6 separate regions of the Mus musculus genome follow, and all the other regions are linked to region 1. The links are chromatin contacts, called in public Micro-C and promoter capture Hi-C maps. All regions are on one chromosome and are shown on one strand. The core of a region is the stretch at or near the end of the contact, and the rest is flanking DNA. Distances in the headings are between cores, read along the strand shown.

Evidence for each region. Promoter capture Hi-C pulls out the DNA fragments that hold promoters and counts their contacts. Hi-C and Micro-C count contacts between places; a contact is called where the count stands out from the background.
Region 2: a contact with region 1 is called in a promoter capture Hi-C map of liver, with 8 times the contacts expected there. The contact joins the promoter of 4933422A05Rik here to the promoter of Kirrel3 in region 1. A contact is called at or near these places in 3 of 39 promoter capture datasets (liver and pre-B cells), 2 of 484 Hi-C or Micro-C datasets (the G1E-ER4 cell line and muscle stem cells), 1 of 115 datasets of contacts at active chromatin or transcription factors (astrocytes) and 1 of 9 other capture datasets (adipose tissue).
Region 3: a contact with region 1 is called in a promoter capture Hi-C map of liver, with 6 times the contacts expected there. The contact joins the promoter of Tirap here to the promoter of Kirrel3 in region 1. A contact is called at or near these places in 4 of 39 promoter capture datasets (embryonic stem cells, hippocampal neurons and liver) and 1 of 9 other capture datasets (embryonic stem cells).
Region 4: a promoter capture Hi-C map of cranial neural crest shows a contact between it and region 1. The contact joins the enhancer-like site here to the promoter of Kirrel3 in region 1. A contact is called at or near these places in 3 of 39 promoter capture datasets (cranial neural crest, frontonasal cranial neural crest and hippocampal neurons), 1 of 15 datasets of contacts at CTCF or cohesin (the NIH/3T3 cell line), 5 of 484 Hi-C or Micro-C datasets (CD4 T cells, ganglionic eminence, neural progenitor cells and 2 more), 4 of 115 datasets of contacts at active chromatin or transcription factors (embryonic basal ganglia, embryonic hindbrain, forebrain and 1 more) and 1 of 9 other capture datasets (embryonic stem cells).
Region 5: a contact with region 1 is called in a Micro-C map of embryonic stem cells, with 5 times the contacts expected there. The contact joins the promoter of St3gal4 here to the promoter of Kirrel3 in region 1. A contact is called at or near these places in 10 of 39 promoter capture datasets (the 3T3-L1 cell line, the SN4741 cell line, cranial neural crest and 3 more), 3 of 484 Hi-C or Micro-C datasets (all in embryonic stem cells) and 13 of 115 datasets of contacts at active chromatin or transcription factors (SST interneurons, astrocytes, craniofacial prominence and 7 more).
Region 6: a contact with region 1 is called in a promoter capture Hi-C map of second pharyngeal arch cranial neural crest, with 4 times the contacts expected there. The contact joins the enhancer-like site here to the promoter of Kirrel3 in region 1. A contact is called at or near these places in 6 of 39 promoter capture datasets (the 3T3-L1 cell line, frontonasal cranial neural crest, maxillary cranial neural crest and 2 more), 5 of 115 datasets of contacts at active chromatin or transcription factors (SST interneurons, astrocytes, craniofacial prominence and 2 more) and 2 of 9 other capture datasets (adipose tissue and embryonic stem cells).

Annotation. Positions count from the first base shown.
Region 1 is chr9:34,487,199-34,490,249 of GRCm38.p6, reverse strand. Kirrel3 (kirre like nephrin family adhesion molecule 3) reads right to left here and starts at 1,519. Exons shown (of 17, transcript NM_001190911.1): 1 at 1,092-1,519. The coding sequence starts at 1,146.
Region 2 is chr9:35,279,481-35,282,531 of GRCm38.p6, reverse strand. 4933422A05Rik (RIKEN cDNA 4933422A05 gene) reads right to left here and starts at 1,427. Exons shown (of 5, transcript NR_040715.1): 1 at 1,326-1,427. It also overlaps the pseudogene Gm5614.
Region 3 is chr9:35,198,436-35,201,486 of GRCm38.p6, reverse strand. It overlaps Tirap (toll-interleukin 1 receptor (TIR) domain-containing adaptor protein), which reads left to right and starts at 1,522. Exons shown (of 7, transcript NM_054096.2): 1 at 1,522-1,630; 2 at 2,168-2,276.
Region 4 is chr9:35,136,738-35,139,788 of GRCm38.p6, reverse strand. The region is part of intron 2 of Dcps (decapping enzyme, scavenger); the gene reads left to right. Among named protein-coding and RNA genes, the nearest start is that of Gm24262, 6.4 kb to the left of the region's middle. Within about 2 kb of position 1,423, at least 19 of the 459 cell types and tissues checked have an H3K27ac peak or open chromatin away from gene starts, as enhancers often do.
Region 5 is chr9:35,115,349-35,118,399 of GRCm38.p6, reverse strand. It overlaps St3gal4 (ST3 beta-galactoside alpha-2,3-sialyltransferase 4), which reads left to right and starts at 1,536. Exons shown (of 11, transcript NM_009178.4): 1 at 1,536-1,702. 4930581F22Rik (RIKEN cDNA 4930581F22 gene) reads right to left here and starts at 1,672. Exons shown (of 6, transcript NR_029475.1): 1 at 1,560-1,672; 2 at 54-1,031. LOC115487216 (a long non-coding RNA gene) reads left to right here. Exons shown (of 3, transcript XR_003948311.1): 3 at 1,112-1,200.
Region 6 is chr9:33,888,179-33,891,229 of GRCm38.p6, reverse strand. No RefSeq gene overlaps it. Among named protein-coding and RNA genes, the nearest start is that of Gm25439, 28 kb to the left of the region's middle. Within about 2 kb of position 1,634, at least 1 of the 459 cell types and tissues checked has an H3K27ac peak or open chromatin away from gene starts, as enhancers often do. A contact at or near this core is called in second pharyngeal arch cranial neural crest, where this site is marked.

The DNA of each region.
Region 1 (3,051 bases), core at 270-2,769:
CTTCTCCTGACAAGAGAAGCAAGGGGTACACACTGTTTGCACAGGCAGCCACCCATGGCGATGTTCTGCTTTCTTAAAAACTTTTACCCTTCATTTAATCAACAGATGGATGTTCTCTGTTGTGGATTTTTTTTTTTTTTCTGAAAGTCCTGTCCCTCCAAGAGCTGTGCTGGCAGGCACACATGCTGCCTCAGATGGCAGAGGTGGCACTGCCATTCCAAAAGAGTGGGACGGAATGGGTTGACTTGGCTCTTTCAGTCTTAATTCCACAGGTGACTGTTGATGCCTTTAGCTAAGTAGGCGCGTGCTTAGTCCTCCCTCCACCATGACCCACCCCATGACTCTCAGTGGCAAGGATCCCAGAGGTAGCAAAGTTCTTTCTGGAGAGTCCACCTGCTAGGATTGCAGAAAGGAAGCAATCGGCACCAGGGGCGAAATTCCATTTCATACACCTAATCCAGTGCTTGGTAGGATTCAGAATTCAGCCTTGCTCAGGGAAATGGGTGACATTCAATGTAACTCTTTACAAGCGTTCTTTTCCCCAGCCACTGTAAATACCCGCCTCAGAACCTTCCCTAATCGCATCCCTTTCTGCAACTGTGCAGACCTCGCACATTTGCTTTAAACACACCCGGGCAAGTTAGACCTTACTGAAACTGAAATCTCCACCTACGCCAGGCTCCCCTTTTCCAACCTGGCTAGAAAGGCGAGCAGGCACCCAGAAGTTCCGAATGGCCTAGCCACACGGATGTTACCTAATTAATATACCGGGTGCATAAAGAACTTACATGCATCGGAGAGTTGGAGTTGGACGTGGACAAGAAAGACGAGAAAGTGCAGCCTCCCCTGTTCTCCCAGCCCCTTCCTTCCGAAGGGAAACCCACAGTTCCATTTTGTAGCATTTGCAAATGCAAAGAAGCAATGCTACTTAACTGCCAATGGGCCGGCACCAAGACCCTCAGCTAGTACGAGTTCCCGAGCCTGTCCACCTCCCAGCTCTCAGCCCTCAGCCCTCAGCCACCCGCGCCCTCCGCTGCCGCCGCCGCCGCCGCCGCCGACTTTGCTCCAACTCCGGCGCGCCGGGTTCCTACCTTGACTGAAGAGGAAGAAGCAGAGGAAGAGCAAATCCAGCTGGAAAGGTCTCATTCCTCAGCGCGCGGGCAGCCGGCGGGCAACTTGGGTGTGCAGTTAGTTTCTCTTCAAGCGCGGCGGCTGGGCTCGCGGTGCTCAGCCTCCGCCGCCGGTCCTCCAGGGTTCGCGCCGACCATCTATCTGTCAGTCGGTCTGTCCCTCCTCTGGTCCGCTTAGGTCTCGTTGTGTCTCCGGGTATCTGCAGGCAGCCGAAACCAAATGCTTGTTTTCAGTCGCCTCGGGAAGCCGGGATCCTTAGCAATGTGCCCACTCGGAGCAGATCCATTCTCTGGTTCTTGGCATCCCAGGCACACGGCTTCCTCTGGCGGGCTCCTCCCACAGCGAGCGAACGAGCTAGCGAGCGGGCGAGCGAGCAAGCGAGTGACGAGTGACAGAAGGGCTCCTTTCACAGAAGCTGGGGCGGGGGGAAGAGGGAGGGGAAACAGGTCATAATTAAAGAGGAAACACTTGGAAAGGGGAACGCTTTGCAAAACGGGAGGGTTGCAGAAAGGCTGTGCTTTTCTTCTTTTCCCTAAACAGGGGGATACTCTGCTTTTGTTACCATTATTGACCAGAACGTATAGTGAGCACCGAGCGGAGCTGTGACTTTCTGTTCACACGATGTAATGTTGTTAAACGGGAGTGAAGTTACCGATGATTAGACTCGTGCACATGCATCAAAATGTGCCTGCCTTGCTGTTGCACTAGGGACTGGCAACTGGGCTAAAAGGTAGTCAGGGGTGCATCTTTCCCCAGCAGGGACTTAGCCAGTGTGTGTAGCCAAGGCTAGGGAGTTGAGATAAGCACAAGCAGGGCAGGCTTTGCATTTGGGGGACTTTCTTGGTGTGTGTGTGTGTGTGTGTGTGTGTGTGTGTGTGTGTGTGTTGTGTGCGTGTGTGATGTGGTGACTGGGGTGATGGTGGTGGTTTGTGTGTATGTGTGTGTGTGGGGGGGGGTAGAGGAGTGGAGGAGGGGGTTGGAATTGATAAGCCCTGGGTGTTTGGATCTTAGTTTGCTTGCACTGCTCCTAGAAAACAAAATGCAGGAGTTAAGAGCGAACGCAGGCAGGTTTGTGACACATACCTATTTATTACTATTATCCCAGTCTGTGTCTCCCCTAACAAGGACAGGCAGCAGTCTGTCTTTGCATTTGAGCCTCTCTCCTCTAATGAGCACTCCATCACTATAAGGATGCCTCTTCTCCAAAAGGTGCTGTGAGTTTGATTGCCAAGGAGAGGCCAAGGTCATAGGCAACAATTTCTTAAAAACCTGCAAGTCTTTTACCTGTCATGAAATCCACACTCAAATCAAACTCCATGTCCTCCATGATAGCAACATGAATTTTTCTAGGTCTATTTACTTGATACACATTTAGGCATGCCATGGGGGAAAGTAAAATTGACCATGCCTCCAGGAGCTTGTGATCCAAAGTGGAAGTTGAGTGCATACAAGACACAAACTCTAAGTATCTTACAAAGCAACACATAAAAATATGCAGTGTTATAGAGAGTGGGTGAAGAGGGACTAAAGGGAGAGATGGGGAAAATGAAAGATGCTTTCTCAATGTGCGTCATTCAACATTCAATTACAAAATCAATCATTACTTTCTGCAGTCTTTGGACCTTAGGGAGTCCTTTTAGGGATCTCTTACCCTTCCATCAGTATTACAGATATGGGGCTTTGCTGACTGCAAGGCACATTCCAACTCTGAGTTTCCACATGGATGTTAAAAAATGTTTCTTAGAATTTATGAACAACAAAGAAGCAGGGACGTATGCATAAGTGTGTACTGGTAGGAGCTGACACCTGGCAGTGACATTCAAGATCTATAAATTAGTAGGTGTATGCTTTCTTGACTTTTCCATTCTTATCATAACAGTTTGTTTAACTACATCTCTTAGAGGCTGTTAAACATATCAA
Region 2 (3,051 bases), core at 178-2,677, 790 kb before region 1:
AACAAAACGAAAGAAAATTTTGTCACAACAACACCACGAGGTAATAAGATTCTCCCCACAAGTGGCTTTAGGACGATCAGCTGCCTGGCTAGACTCCCTCTTTACCCCATACATGGAAATGAGCTCAAAAGGTCTGGGAGACTTACAAGTGCTGATGGTAGACAGTCTCAAAGCTTTAAGGACAAGTATCTATGGTTTGTGTTAGTTAGTAGTTGCTGAGAAAAAGAAGAGTTGACAAAATAAACTCATCCACACAGGAACACCTTCATATTACAAGGTGTGGTGGTTTGAAGATGCTTGGCCCAGGGAGTGGCAGCCACTATTAGGCATGGCCTTGTTGGAGGAAGTGTAGGGGTGGGCTTTGAGACCCTCATCCTTGCTGCTTGGAAGACAATCTGATGCTTTCTAGGAGTGGTGGATCTGAAGGAGAAGGGAGGTGGGATGGAGGGACTGGGAGGAGAAGAGGAAGGGGAAACTATGGCTGAGATGTTATATATGAGAGAAGAGTAAGAAAAAAGGATATGAGAGTGGAAAGACAGAACTGTTGGGAGTGAGAAGTAAATAAAAGAAGGGGATGCTGGGAGAACATGATCAAAATATCTTACATTCATGTATGAAATGAATAAATTTAAAATATTGTAAAATAAAAGAAAGGATGAAGCTTCCTGTCCCGGCCGCCATCGGAGAGCAGCAGCCATGGCTCTGTGCTACCCCATGGCCGTGGGCCTCAACAAGGGCCACAAGGTGACAAAAAATGTCAGTAAGCCGAGACACAGCCGGCGACGTGGGCGCCCCACCATACACACCAAGTTCGTGCAGGACATGATCCGGGAGGTGTGCGGCTTCGCGCCCTACAAGCGGCGAGCCATGGAGTTGCTCAAAGTGTCCAAGGACAAGCGCGCACTCAAGTTCATCAAGAAGAGAGTGGGCACGCACATCCGCGCCAAGAGAAAGCGGGAGGAGCTGAGCAACGTGCTGGCAGCCATGAGGAAGTTGGCGGCCAAGAAGAATTGATGAGCCCTCCCCCAATAAAAGATGGTTCCTACAAAAAAAAAAAAAAAAAAAAGATGAAAAGGGGGAAAGCAGGGCTGAAGAGATGGCTCGGTGATTAAGAGTACTGATTGTTGTTCCAGAGGTCCTGAGTTCAATTCCCAGAAACCATAGGGTGGCTCACTACCATCTATAATCATTGCTGGTGAGAATATATATTAGTGCATTCAGAGTGGAAATCAAATCAACATGGATGTTCCTCAAAAAAAAAAAAAAAAATAGGGTGCTGGAAAGATACCCAAGGGTTAAGAGCATTAGCTGTCCTTCTACATGACCTAGGTTCAATTCCAGTCTGCATGTGAGAGACCAAATCGTTTGGGTTCAGACTCCATCTTAGAAAACCTAACCTAAGGTTGAACGTGAGTTATTAACCAACTGGCACCTAGCACCAGTTTCCAGGTTACCAGATTCCAACCCCACCCCCACCCCCTTCCACAAGACCTGTGCCTAGTACCAGTTTCCAAGTTATTCCCCAACAAATCTGTTTCTCCAGATTAAAAGCCTGCCCCTAACAAACACCTCACTTCTTAGCAACCACCAAACAGGAAGAAAACAGAAGTTAAGTTTATGATTTGGTTCCCAGTACCAGCCAATTATGTTAAAGGTTATAATGGCTCCCCAGTCAGATAGTCCCTTCTTGCTTCTATCATGCTTGCCTAAAACTAGGCTCAGGGCTCCACCTTCCTACTGTGCAAGGGATGCCTGGGAGCCCAAGCTCCAGCTTGAATAAGGAGACGCTAATGCAACTGCATTGGATTCAGCTCCTTGGTGATCTTTCGGGGGTTCACAAATGTTTCCTGGCATACATAACACATGATGTGAGAGAGCTATAGCGGAGCTTCAAGAGCATCATGCCCATGGCAGAGACACATGGGGATCTAGAGCTCAGAGAAACCAAGGAAAAAGACCAACTGTCATCAGCACACAGGAGGAGGGTGCCAAGCTCACCTGGATCTGCAGGTGAAAGTGGAGCTCAGCAGGGTGTCTGCCCAGAACCCTTCTAAAAGCCTGGATGTCAATCAAATGAGAAGGCATAGAAGGAGCTCTTGAAGCCCTGAGCAGGAGACCCAGTTATCAGATGTAAAGACACATGTAGTTTGAAGGCTGAAAATGGATTTGTGGGCTTAGGTAGAACATTCCCAGGCTGAAAAAAATCCCACATACCCAAGAGGCAAGTTACTGCTCTCAGAGTGGGCTTCGGGTGAGCCACCTGCCCCTCCAGACTCTGCAGTACTTCTCAGAGGCACAGATACATATCTCATAGAAGGCTAACAACAAAGCTGTACTTGGGCAGCTTTTTGGCATTTCCCATCACAAGTTCTCATTTTTAAATTATGTGCATGTATGACTTTAAGGGGGAAGAAAAGAGGGGGACACCATCTTCACACACTAGTTACATGATGTAACTGCTGTTGATCAACATTCTAACCCGGTGAAGTTCATGTTAGGCATGGCACAGGTTCCTCCAGTTTCTCAAACCATGCTAACAGATCCTCTTACTGTATCTGTGACAATTACAGATGTCACCTTATACAGCAAGACCCACTGCTTAAGCAGGCCAACCCAGCAAGGATCTGATAAATATTTAAACCCTTTCTAAGGTATAAGAGAACACAGAAAAGGGACTTCGTTGTTTTCCCTGCCTCAAACACTGCTGTGAAGAGAAGCTCCAACAGGGAAGTCCAGTTCTCTCTAGAAGATAGGCACAGCCTTGGTATGCCCTACATCCAGGCTGGCCTTTGGGCTGCTGCCTGGCTCCTGGGAGGTAGCAGTGCCTGAGAGTTCTCCAAGCACCTACCAGGTCATGGCCCACCCCATTGGCCATTTGGGTTTCTGAATCAAAGCCAATTAGTGGTATTTTCTAGGTGTCAAATTCTTGTCCCTGTGTCTTTCAATTTGAATCAATCGAGCCTCGGATAACCCTCATTGGCTACCATACTGACACTGTGCAAAGCTTGTCCCTGTATCTTGAGAAGCACAGATAATGGCAAACAAACAACG
Region 3 (3,051 bases), core at 273-2,772, 710 kb before region 1:
CTGCTGGGGGTTGGGGTGGAGGGTGGGTGTGAGACAGCTCTTTCCCAAAAGCTTTTATCCCTAACAGGATAAGAAATGGTTTATTCGGGGCTGGTGAGATGGCTCAGTGGGTAAGAGCACCCGACTGCTCTTCTGAAGGTCCAGAGTTCAAATCCCAGCAACCACATGGTGGCTCACAACCATCCGTAACGAAATCTGACTCCCTCTTCTGGAGTGTCTGAAGACAGCGACAGTGTGCTTACATAAATAAATAAATAAATAAATAAATAAATAAAATCTTTTAAAAAAAAAAGGGTTTAGATATGCTAAAAAAAAAAAAAAAAAAAAAAAGAAATGGTTTATTCTTGAGCCATACCTGAGTGACCACGTCCCAGGAATATAGATTTAGGTTATCCTAAACTGCATGTTTCAGTGTGGAAGGAGCTTCACAACGTTTTAAATTGTTACAGAACAAAGTCATAAATCAAGCCAAGTTTAAAATACATTGTCGGGCACATCGCAGAGGCAGTACAGCAAGACTGGGGCTGGGGAGACCTTTGCTGTAGGACTCAGGTGTTATCTGATGATAGCTTTCGGGTTGGGCAGCTAGGGATCTGCTCAAGGTATGGCTGGCCGATCCGTGGGGTTTAGAGCTAGCTGAGCCTCCGGACAGGCAATATTCCTATCTCTCCAACTCACTGCAGTTCTAATCAGTAAGTCAGCCTTTGCAGACACAATTGCTTTCCAGGAATTCTTATGAATATTCATCTCTCACAACACCAGCATCCAGAGAATGTAATTTTGATGAGTAAACCTAGAAAGATCATTCATGAACAGCGCCACGGCATCAACTGCCTCCCTCTGAACAAGTTACAGGTTGGCTTGGCTGGAGAGAAAAAGAAATCAAGAGTGGGCTAATAAGGCCTTACACCAGCCCATTCTACTCCTGCCACCTGCAGTATTTCATGTGAGTTGGTTTTAGGTTGGTGTTTTAATAACAATATTCCCTTGGCGTTTCACAAAGCTCACAGCAGGAACTCTAAGAAGTGGAGGCAGAGGACTTAAATATTTCATCAGGGCTTACCAACACTTTGCCCAGCCACCCTTTTTTTGCAGTTATTTTGGTACCCTTGGAAATGCAGTTGAAATGCCATTAGGAAATCCCTGCCCTGAAGGCCAGCACTTTTGGCCAGACTGATTCCAGCCTGTGGGCAGCAACCTTAATGGGACCCATATCCCAGTAAAAGAACGGACCTCCCAGGGGCTAGCCGGCTTCTTTGTCCACTTAACCTACCTTACTTAAGGGGATGAAAGTCTCATTTTCCCCAACCGTGCGAAAGAAGGTAAGGTCTGCACCTCCCTTTCTGGAGTTTTCTCCTCGTCCCTTTGCCCTCACACAAGACAAACCGCGGCTCAGGGCTTCACGGCAGCCTCAGGGAGCTCGGGTGTCTGGGTTCAGCCTCGGGTCGTAACCAGGCAGCTGGGAATCTTGAGCGACGCGGACTGGCGAGCGCCCCCTAGGGTCCGGCCGGCGGGTGTGGGCAGGAGAGTGGCTAGTGCGGGCGGGAGGGCCGTGGCCGAGGAGCTTCCGGGAGCCGGGGCGCGGGCACTTCCCGGACGAGTCTGCAACCCGCAGCGTGGAGCCGCGTAGGTGAGCGGGCGGCGGGGACGCGGGGCGGTGGGCGGACGGGCCCTGCCGAGTCAGCCCTTTCCCCGGGACAACGCTCCCCTGATCCGCCCCTTCCAATCTGGGGTCCAGCACTCCCCCGAAAGCCGCCACCTTTCTGTGGCACCGATGCCAGCATGGAGCTGTTAGTCCGGCTGGGCTTCAAGCAGTCCGGCCACATCAAGTGGCTCTCCCTAGCTCCCTGAAGTCTCTGCCCTGTCATAACCTGGCCCCTCTGGGCTTGACTTTGTGGCAAAGTTCTGCATTAGTGTCACTTTATTTAAAGTTAAGAACCCACTGGGCGTTGCTATCACGGTCATTTAACGGGCATCCACCAGGGATTACTACAGTGCCAAGTACCAGAGGGACTAGGGGAGTAGGAACAGTTCGGTCCTTAGGTCAGACACTGGCTGGCAGGTAAACCAGAAACCCGAGAAGCGCAACTAGAGAAGGAAGTAGGGAGTTCTCCATCGGACAGACCTACCCAGGAATGACTCAGAGGAAGCCTTGCTTTGTTTTCAGACTTTAAGAAACAATATCAACCAGCATACCGAAACACAGATCCCGAGTCCTACCAAGCCACTTTTCACAGGCTTTCTTGTGTAACCTGCATCCAGAACAGTAAGTCTATGTACGTACATATGCTGCTTGATGTATAACATCATGTCGAAAAGGTGGACTGTGGACTGGTCATCCGATTTACTGAACATGGTTGTTTTCAGCTTTGGCCTGTTTTGAGTTTGTGTGACTTTTGTACCTTTGCTCAGTTTGATAGTGTGCAGTAGCTTTCTAAAACAGTTGTGTTTGGGGCCAGAGCAGAGGCTCGGTGGTTAAGAGCACTGGCTGCTGTTTCAGAGGACCCTAGTTGAATCTCCTCACCCACATAGTGGCTCACAAACATCTCTGTCACAAACTCTGGTTCCGGATGACCCAATGCCCTCTCTGGCCTCTACAGGCACATGGCATGAAAGTGATATATAGACACACACACACACACACAGGCAAAACATCCATGCACAGAAACGAACATTTTCTAAGCTAAAAATAAAAACTGTGCTTGCTGGCTATCACAGCAGACACCTGTGATCCCAGCACGCTGGTGGAGGTGAGAAGAGGTAAGTTCAGGGCCAGCCTGGGCTATCAAACCCTATCTCAAAACAAAGCAAGCAAGCACAGAAGTTACGGCAGTCACTCCCAGCAGCACATTCTGTGTGCTCCCATTCTTCCATGTCCCCATCACGCTCCAGCCAGCGGCCTTCTCTCTGTAGCCGTTCTGCTGACTACACAGCTTTGAAGCCCGGAGGTTTCAATTTGCATTTTTCTGAGGCCCGGTAAACCGAGCATCTTTTGGTCTGTTGGTCATTTGAATATCCTCTCTGTGAAATGACTATTCAGGTCTACTCCCC
Region 4 (3,051 bases), core at 174-2,673, 650 kb before region 1:
CGTGTGCCTAGAGAGAGAGCACTTGTCAACTCAGCGGGAGGTGGCCCAAATGTGGGTGCAGCAGGAAAGGGGGTGAATGAACTAACTGGGCTGTGGCCTCACACTAGCATGCAGGGCTCCAAAAACCCCTGTGGGGTTCCAGCAGCTTCTGGGGAAGGAAGGCCAAAGCCTGGGGGGTTTCTCCATGCTGAGGTGGGTGGAGGACAGGTGAGGGCTGGCTCGGTGAGATTCCTGTCTCCCTGCACCCTGGGTGGCTGGGCCAGATCCTTGACAAGCCTGGGCAGACTAGGGCTCACTCTCTGGAACCCCAGGAGCCCCAGGCTACCTGCCCTGGGCCGTGCGTCCTCTGCCAGCTGAATCAGGCTGTTTTCCAGTGTCAACCTCCTCTTTGTTCCAGGATCTCTCCCCAACTCTGAGAGAGTTCCCTTGCCAAGGCCCATATCTCTCTCTCTCTCTCTCTCTCTCTCTCTCTCTCTCTCTCTCTCTCTCTCTCTCTCTCTCTCTCTCTCTCTCTCTCGGTGTGTGAGAAAGTTCCTGAATGTCTCCCACCCGCTGGCTGGTGTAGTTCTCATACCAACACTGCCAGCATAGTGCCGTTATCACCGTCAGTTATATAGGTGAGAGAAATTGAGCAACAGAGAGGGTTGGCCGCTTGCCCTTGATCACACAGCCAGTGGATGCAGACTCCGGGGTTGTACCCAGGCTACTCGGCCCAAACTTCTATTCTCATCCTCTACCTTGCACTACAGATGTTATGTCATTTTCCTCAAGGCCCCGGAAAGGTCCAGGGTGCCCTTCAGTCTCTTTTACAAAGTCTCTTGGCTCTTGAGATTCATGTGCCTGGTGTCTGACCATGGGTTATTAGAGAGTCGTGAAGAGTGAAAAGCAAGAGTTTCTTTCCAGAAGGTTGTGAAGATCTTGTGCCTTATTTCCAGGGTCAGGTCCAGAGAATGAGACTTAACTCCCCTGGTGATCCAGACGGCATGCTTTACTCAATGCTAACAGCAGCTGAGAGGCAGCTTTTGTGTTCACCGTTTTTAACAGTCGAACAATCTGAGCCTCTAAGAGGCCATATGATCAGGGTCACCCAGCAGAAAAGGTAAACTATTTGGCTACTCTGATCCCATACTCGGGGCTCTCCACCATGCCACCCTGTCTCAGAGGCGATGGAATGGGTGTGTGCTTGGTGTGTCACCTGCATATGGCAACCGAGCTTTAGAAGAACTGGGTTGCCATCTTGAAAGACCACTTCAAGCTAAAGTGGCCTTTGTTCCAGTCTTGCCTCTGCTGTGTCCTCAGCAGCACACTGGATGAGCTCTGAATTCCCACCGCTCTCCCTCTCATTCACGCAAGTACAGGAGAACCATCTGCATCCTCAGAGCCAGTGTGAAAGTGCAGGCTGCTGGTTCGCAGCTGGGTGCTGATGTAAGTCTCAGGGAATGTTATTCCCTGGATGATCGGACCTGAGTCCCACAGAGAAAGCGTGTGGGGCTCTTTAGAAACATCCAGCTGATTTTGCAACACCAGGTCACCATCCTTCCCTCCCCCAGTAACCTTTGTTCAGGCACCAGCTGTGCCACATGTTATCGACAGTAGTGACCTAACCATAGCCAGGTGGTGCTAGACCAGAGCATTCGAATGTAGTCTGCTCAGGAAAATTATAGGATTTCTCCCCGACCCCTCCAGACACGGTTTCTCTGTGTAACAGTCTGGGCTTGCCCTGGAACTCACTCTGTACACTAGACTGGCCTCAAACTCACAAGAGATCTTGCCTGCTTAGACTAAGAGTGTGAGCCCGCACACTGGGCTCAGGATTTCTTGATTATTAAAACTGATATTCTAGCACTTGGGAGACAAAGGCAGGATCTCCACAAGTTCAAATCCAGCCTGATCTATTTAGTGATTTCTAGGCCAGCCCTAGGCTACAAAGTGAAAGTGTATCAATTAGACAGACACACAAATAAACAAACATTCTGCCCTAGTTAGGGTTGCTATTGCTTTGTTGAAACACCCATCACCAAAAACAAGTTGGAGAGGAAAAGGATAATTTGTCTTAAACTTCCACAGCAGTGTTGATCATGGGAGGAAGTCAGGATAGAAACTCAAATAGGGCAGGAACTTGAAGTCAGGAGCTGATGCAAAGGCCACGACGGGGTTCTTCTTGCTGGCTTGTGCCCTGTGGTTTGCTCAGCCTGCTTTCTTTGAGAACCCAGGACCACCAGCCAAGGGGTGGCATCACTTTGACCCTCCCCCATCAATCACTAATTACGAAAATGCTGGATCTTATGGAGGTGTTCTCTCAATTGAGGCTAGAAAACTATCTAGCACAATTGACTCATTGTCAACTTGACACACGCACCACTGTTAAGCTATAGCCTCTCCTTTCTTGATTGTCCTCAAGGTCACAGATTAATAACACTGCAATATAAAATATTTTACAAGCTTAAAAATCCCACAGTCTTTACAATTCAAACACTTTTAACATTCCGAAGGATGGTTTGGAAATCTCTACAGACATTTGATTGTTCCAGAGGAAGGGGACACTAGCATCCAAGCTGAGGCTAGGCTACTGCAGAATTAGACACGATACAGTACACTGCGCCATAGAGCCATCCAAGCCAGAGTCATTGATGGTGCTACCCGAGAAACCTGGATTCAACATCTAACGAGTTGTGTGCTTATTTGTGTTACCACAGTGTGTGCAGAGGTCAGAGACCAGCTTGCAAGAGTTGGTTTTCTCCATCTACCATGTGGGTTTAAATTCAAGTTATCATGTGCCTTTACCCCATCAGCACTTCTGAAGTGCTCTATAAGCAGCAGACATTGCTCTAAGAGCTTCTCAGGTAACTGACTCACTTCATATATAACATAAGAACTGTTGCTGTCTTCACTTGGTAGATGGTAACACAGAAGTTAAGTAACTAGACCAAATTCCCAACTGGGAGCCACAGTCCTACTCGGAGCGAGTGAGAAGCAGGCACGGGTAGGCCTTAAGCCCAGACAGCCTGGCTCCAGAGTCCACACTGAGCCACTAAGCTACTTAAGGGAGCC
Region 5 (3,051 bases), core at 287-2,786, 630 kb before region 1:
AAGAAAAAAAAAGCTGATTCTTAAGCTCAATTTTATGGTAGAAGGATTTTTACCTTTAGCAAGAACTTGTCTTTGTACCTAGTTTGGTGAAGACTTATCCAGGTTTGGAGGCCGGGCAACTGTTTCTTGAATCAACTTGCCAGACATATTTCAGTTGTTCTTTCTCCCCGAGCAGTTTTTCTTTTGCCTTCTTCTTTTTCCCTTGCCAAACACAGAGACATAGTCATTGTATTGTCTATTCCCAGCTTAGCTCCAGACCAGGACATGAAATGTAATAAATATTTGTTGAGTGACTAGGTGACTGTCAGGCCAAAGGTACCATTCAAATAAAACTAGGTTTTGGTGAGCTGCCAAAGAGCTTCCACCTATGCAAGGTATAATTCAGATGGAAACAGCCGGAATGGAAGAAGCTGGAGGCCACCTCTTCGTTTTGTTGTGAATTGGAGAGTCCCAACACATGAGACCTCCAGCTTCCCCTGACGATGACTTTAAACTCCGTTAAAACCCTGGGCACTTACTGTCAGTTATTCACATCTTACTTACACTTAGTCACATCCTGTGCCGCCTGTTTCTTGATGGGAGTCCAGCACAACACCCGCCACCCCTTCTCTGCAACTAGATAGCAAGCTTCCGGGGGAAGGGGGACTGGATCTAATACTTTCCTTGTAGCCCCAGGGTGCTCAAGCTAGGAACTGGGTAACACTGTGCTGACTCCTGAAATGGACAGTCCTGCAGGGTGGTTTCTGCACTGTTTGCAGTCCAGGCAATTCTAGAGCCCACGGCATCAGGGTTAAAGGCTTGAAGGGGTTTCCTCTGGAGACAGGATGCCTGGCGCCTTCAGCAAGAACGGAAACTGAGAAGTTATCCAAGGCTAAGAGAGGGTATGCAAAGGAGGAAGAGCTAAGGGAGCAGTTTGGGGCGCATAGGCCGGCCTGGGGCAGAGAAAAGGCTCGTCAATTTAGGTCACCTGACTGCCATGAGGGCATGGGAGGATATTGGAAGGATGGACTTCTATTCCTGTTCTTGAGTTTCTGTAGAGAGAAAAGGATACTTTTTTTTTTTTTAACCGCGCGGGGACAGCAAAGAAGCCTTTCTTGGTTATTGTTTCCAGGAGAGCGTGGGATCAGTGCTAGAGGCAACGTTGGGCATACTCATCTTGGAGCCATTCACAGGCAGCGCTTGCCCTGGGTTTGCCCTCACCCGATCCAGCCTCCCGCACCCCGGCCGTCTCTCTCCAGGCCAGGGAGGCCTCCAGGCCAACCCCAGTCTCCCCGCGGCCTCACACCCTCGCCCTCCTTCCTCTGCGCCCTCCCTCCCTCCTTACTCCCTCCTTTCTCTGCGTCCTCCCTCCTTCGGCGCGCCCTCCCTCCTCGATGCCCTCCCTCCCTTCTTAGCTCCCTCCTTTCTCCGCGCCCTCCCTCTCTCGGTGCGCCCTCCCTCCAGCGCGGCGTTCGCGGCTGTCGGCTTCCCGACCGTGTGCGCAAGCGTGTCCGGCCCCTTCCCCGCCCCCCGCCCCCCGCCCAAGCCCTGGCCCCCGCCTCCCCTTCAGGCGGACTTGCCCGCTCCCAGGCCGGCCCCGCTCCCGGGACAGGGACCGGGCCGAGCGGAGCCACTGCGCCAGTGCTGCCCCGCCAGTCGGGGCGCCTAACGGATCGGAGCTGCGCGCGGATTTACCTCGCCCCGCCCCGCTCCACCCGCGAGGGTGAGTACGCGGCAGCCGGGCTCTGGGGCCCCGCGGCGGAGGGCGGGGAGTGACGGGGCTGCGAGGCTGCAGCCTCCCGCCACGGCTCGGAGAGGTGGTCGGGGGGCCCCGCACGTGGACGCCACGCTGCACGGGGTTGGTGTAGGGTGGCCACAGCCCTGGGGAGCTGGGTCCCTTGCTTGGACTAGATTTTCGCGGGAAGCCTGACTTGTCTCGCTCTCTAGGAGTGAGTGAGCAGGACAATCCTCCGGAAAGTTTCTAACCCCCAACCCTGTCGCTCTTGCGTCCTAGCTGAATGGGTGACTATCACCTCTAGCATCCTCCGAAGTCAGGACGTGTGGGCTGGCTTTGCTAGAGGTGACAAGTTTTGCAGGGTCTGCCTGTGTGCTGGAGTTGCAAGGTCGCTGAGGCAAAGCCCAAAGGTGGGCTTGCCAAATTGCAGGGTGGCTGTGTCCAGGGATTAGGGGGGGTCTTTGGGCCAACTGTGCTTCAAAGTTGCCTGGGTAATGGGCAGTGAGAAGGCCTAGGATAAGACTGAGAAGTTAACCTAGAGCTGGGGCAGAACCCTTGTCTATGTCTGTTCTAGGTGCCTCTCTGAGACCCTTGCTGGCTGAGACCTATGGGCAGCCCCGAGATGCCAACGTGTCTTGTACCACTGCCATTCCTCCCAGACCGAGGGGTAGACTTTCTGGTTTATGAGTCTGATCTACTCTGTTCTCTGTCCTCTAGGCTAGATCCTCCCCCCCCCCTCCCCCCGGTCAGGCTTAAAAGGCTAGTCTGGGTTTGAATAGTACCACAGTGATAGTTGTCTCTCACAAGGGGCACACACCAATACCACAGGGCAGGGTCAGTGCTACAGATCCCACTTGGCCCCTCCAGGCCTCTCTACCCAGGGGGTTGTAAACGAATTGATATGTGTAAGTATCAGGGGTACAGAGGGAATGTTGTGAGTTTGCTAGTGAAACACCATCCATAACCTTACTTTCCCAGGCACCCCTAGAGTGCTACCTAGGAGGTGCCAGTCACTTAGGGCCTCAGAAATAACTGGACATGTTTTGTTCTGTTGGGAGTTGGTCTGCAAACATCCTTTGAGAAAACTGACACCGCTCGGCTTCCTCAAACTTATTCTGCCTCTGCCCTACTCTGAGCATCCCCTATGGCCTGTCCTGTTGCATAGGGGAAGGCATCTTTGGCTGCTTACTGAACCCTGGGCCTCACCTCCCACTCATTTCACCCTCCTCAACACATCCGATCCCCCAGCCCCACTACAGCAAGCCAGGAGTTGGGCCAGTCCCCAAAGATTTCAAGGTGATGATGGAGATAAAGAGAGGTATGCAGGCAGAAGTCAT
Region 6 (3,051 bases), core at 385-2,884, 600 kb after region 1:
CATATTTATAGTTGAGTTAAAGATCTTGGTTAAGTAAATACTAGTAATGGTACGTATTTTGGATAAAGACACAAAGCATGAACTGTAATTTGAAGAAGTTACAGAGCTAGTGAGTGCTAAGAGTCTATCAAACCCATTACTGCTAAAGAAGCCAGCAAGCCACTACTTGACCCACATGCCTAGAATGGCTTTTGTTCCATGTTCCAGCTCTAGAATTACACATAATAAATAAATATAAATTTTTGGTTTACAGGTTTATTATCCACAATAATAAGTTTTTCTTGATATTCCTTCTTTATAAGGATCCCTGGAACATCTGAAATTCAATGTAGTCTATATTGACCACACTGTGGGGGTAGATGTCAGAAGTTTATGAGTTCACATTCATCCTTGGATACACAGAGAGTCTCAATCACCTTGGGATTCATGCGACTCTCTCTGTCACAAAGAAACAAAGCCTCAAACCAAACCAAAGGTGAAGAAACTAACAACAAAAGGAATTTAAATACCCAAAGACACAAATCAAGTTGTTGAACATAACATTGAGCCTACAGCCTGTGTGTGAAAGCTGACTGGGTTCTTAGTTACACCACTCTCTCTTTCCTCTCAATGACTTGACATTGATGTTACATATACTGTTGGCTTTAGTTTCCTAGCAATCACTGAGACTTCACAAAATATATTCAGTCTTCCACTGAATGTGGTGTTCTATTCATTTTTTTTTTTTCAGTGAAGGTACTAACTCCATGCTAGAATTGGCTGCTGTTCTAGCCTGGACTGTCAGGCTATCATCTTCTCCCTTGCTGTCTCTTAGGAAGCTTCAGTCTGCCTGCTAGTGTTGGTCTAGTTCAAAGCCTCCTGTCAGGGGCTTCCACAACAGCAAACTTCCATGTGTCTTGAAGGAAAATAACAAACACTATTTTTTCTTCTTCTGTGAGGGTTCCACATTTCCTGGGTTCTGTTTGAAGTCTCTGTTGTTGATTCCTCTGTTGATCTTGAGAGCTTCAGGCAACTCTACTACTCAGCCCTGCAGCTTTTTGGACCTGCATTCCAGAATGGTTGTGGGATGCAAACTCTGCATCTTTCTCTACATCTTATCTACATGGCACACTGTCTATTTGAACTGCCCTATAGTAAAGATTCATATACCAGAGAACTGACAAAAATACTTGTGAGCCCAACAGCCTAGGGAATTTCTATTACTGAAATTTGCCATATACTATATTTAAATAACTTGATCAATGTTGTATCCCAGGAATCTTCACCTCCTGGAATTTTTGTCTTTGAGTCTTTTCTTCTCATGGCACATAGGGCTAGTCTTCTCTTTCATTGTTAGCATGGAAATATGAATATGAAGCTTCTAAGATGAGGCCATAAGAAGCAGAGCATGATCTCTTTTCTTTCCTCTACCTCACTCTGAAGCAAATTGGTTATGTTTAACACAGACACTCAAGAAACCCTCTGAGAGCTAAGAACTGAGACCTCTGGCCAGGACTGTACACTCAAATGCCAGTTGAATGAAGGTGTCCTCTTGAAAACACTCTAACTCCAGGCAGACCTCTGATGACTGCTACTTCCCTACTGTGCTGTTCCAAGGCCATGCTTCACACACGTGTTGACACCTACATTTGGAAACAATCATTCAGCAACAGATGACTAAGGCACAGTGAGTTCTCAGTGATTAACAAGAGGGCTGTTTGAGCATCCATGGAACTAATTTTCTGTAATCATGGAAGGCTTCTCTATAACTCTTCCCTCTAGGAGTAGGGTCAAATGCCATTTTCTTACTCCTCAACCTCTGACTGAAGCTGCAGCCATTAGATTGATTAGCAAAGGAACTTGATATTTCCTGCCTCACAACCTTTAGGAAATTCTCTCTCAACCACTGTGACTACTGCCTTACTTTAATATGTCATTGTAGAAAGAGAGGTTAAGGGCTTTCTGCTCCATTGTAAAAACTGCTCATAGATTTGGAGTCATATGCACCTGTTTTGAATCCAGGATTGCCCACCTATTAAGAACAAAGCCTAAACTATATATCAAAGAGATGGAAGGTTGCCTTGTGCAAGCTATGTCCCATTTCAAAAAGTTTCCCGATTTCCCAATGGGAATACTATTTGTCTTTGCAGAACTGTGTAAAGATTTGGGTGATAACATTTTTAAAAATATATCTTAGTAAATACAGTGCTATCTAAGCAATGAGAATTTAATAAATGATAGCTCTCATGAATAGTAAAAGGAGACCTGGGCCAACAGATACCAATTGAAAAGCTAGCTCATTTTGGAACAAAGATCCATGATTGAGTAGCTTTAATGAAAAGGTCATGGATACTTAATCTTAAGTGGGAGGGTAGCATGAGTATCTTCTTTCCGGAAGCTTACCTTGTAGCTAGTAGCTGAGCAGTAGAATGAAGATGGGCAAAAGGAAAGCATCCTATGTGTGGGGAAAAAGGGATCCTGGAAGAAGATCAGATTGGCTAAAGCATGAGAAATGGAGAGAAGCGAGTATTGTCAAAATTCCCTAGTGAGTAAAGGCACTTACTATGAAGTCTGATGACCTGAGTCTGGTCTATGAAACCTACATAGCGGTAGACAGAAATGACACATAGCAAGCTTTCCCCTGGCTTCCACATACAATCTGTGGCACAAGCATCCCATCCCCAAATAAATAAATAAATAAACAAAACTCTTAAAAAGAACTAAGGCTAAAACAATAGGTGGTGCTAGGAGACATGACAGTAAATGCCCTTTGTAGTGACCTTGGTCTTATTTTTCCAAGATCAGCACTAAAACATTTTGAGCAAAGTAATCACTTTTTTTTTTTTTTTTTAGAAGACTGCTAATAGCACCATCTGCTCTACCCACTGGATGCTTCTAGCACCTCCCAATCCCTTTGCAGCATCCTCAAAATCTCCAGATATGGCTATAACCTATAACACGCTCTCACCAAAGTGGGAAAATCTACCCCACCTCCCACACACACACCGGTAAAGAATCAGTCTGCCATAGTCCAACAACCACTCCTTTGCTGAGACTCTCATTGCAGTTCAG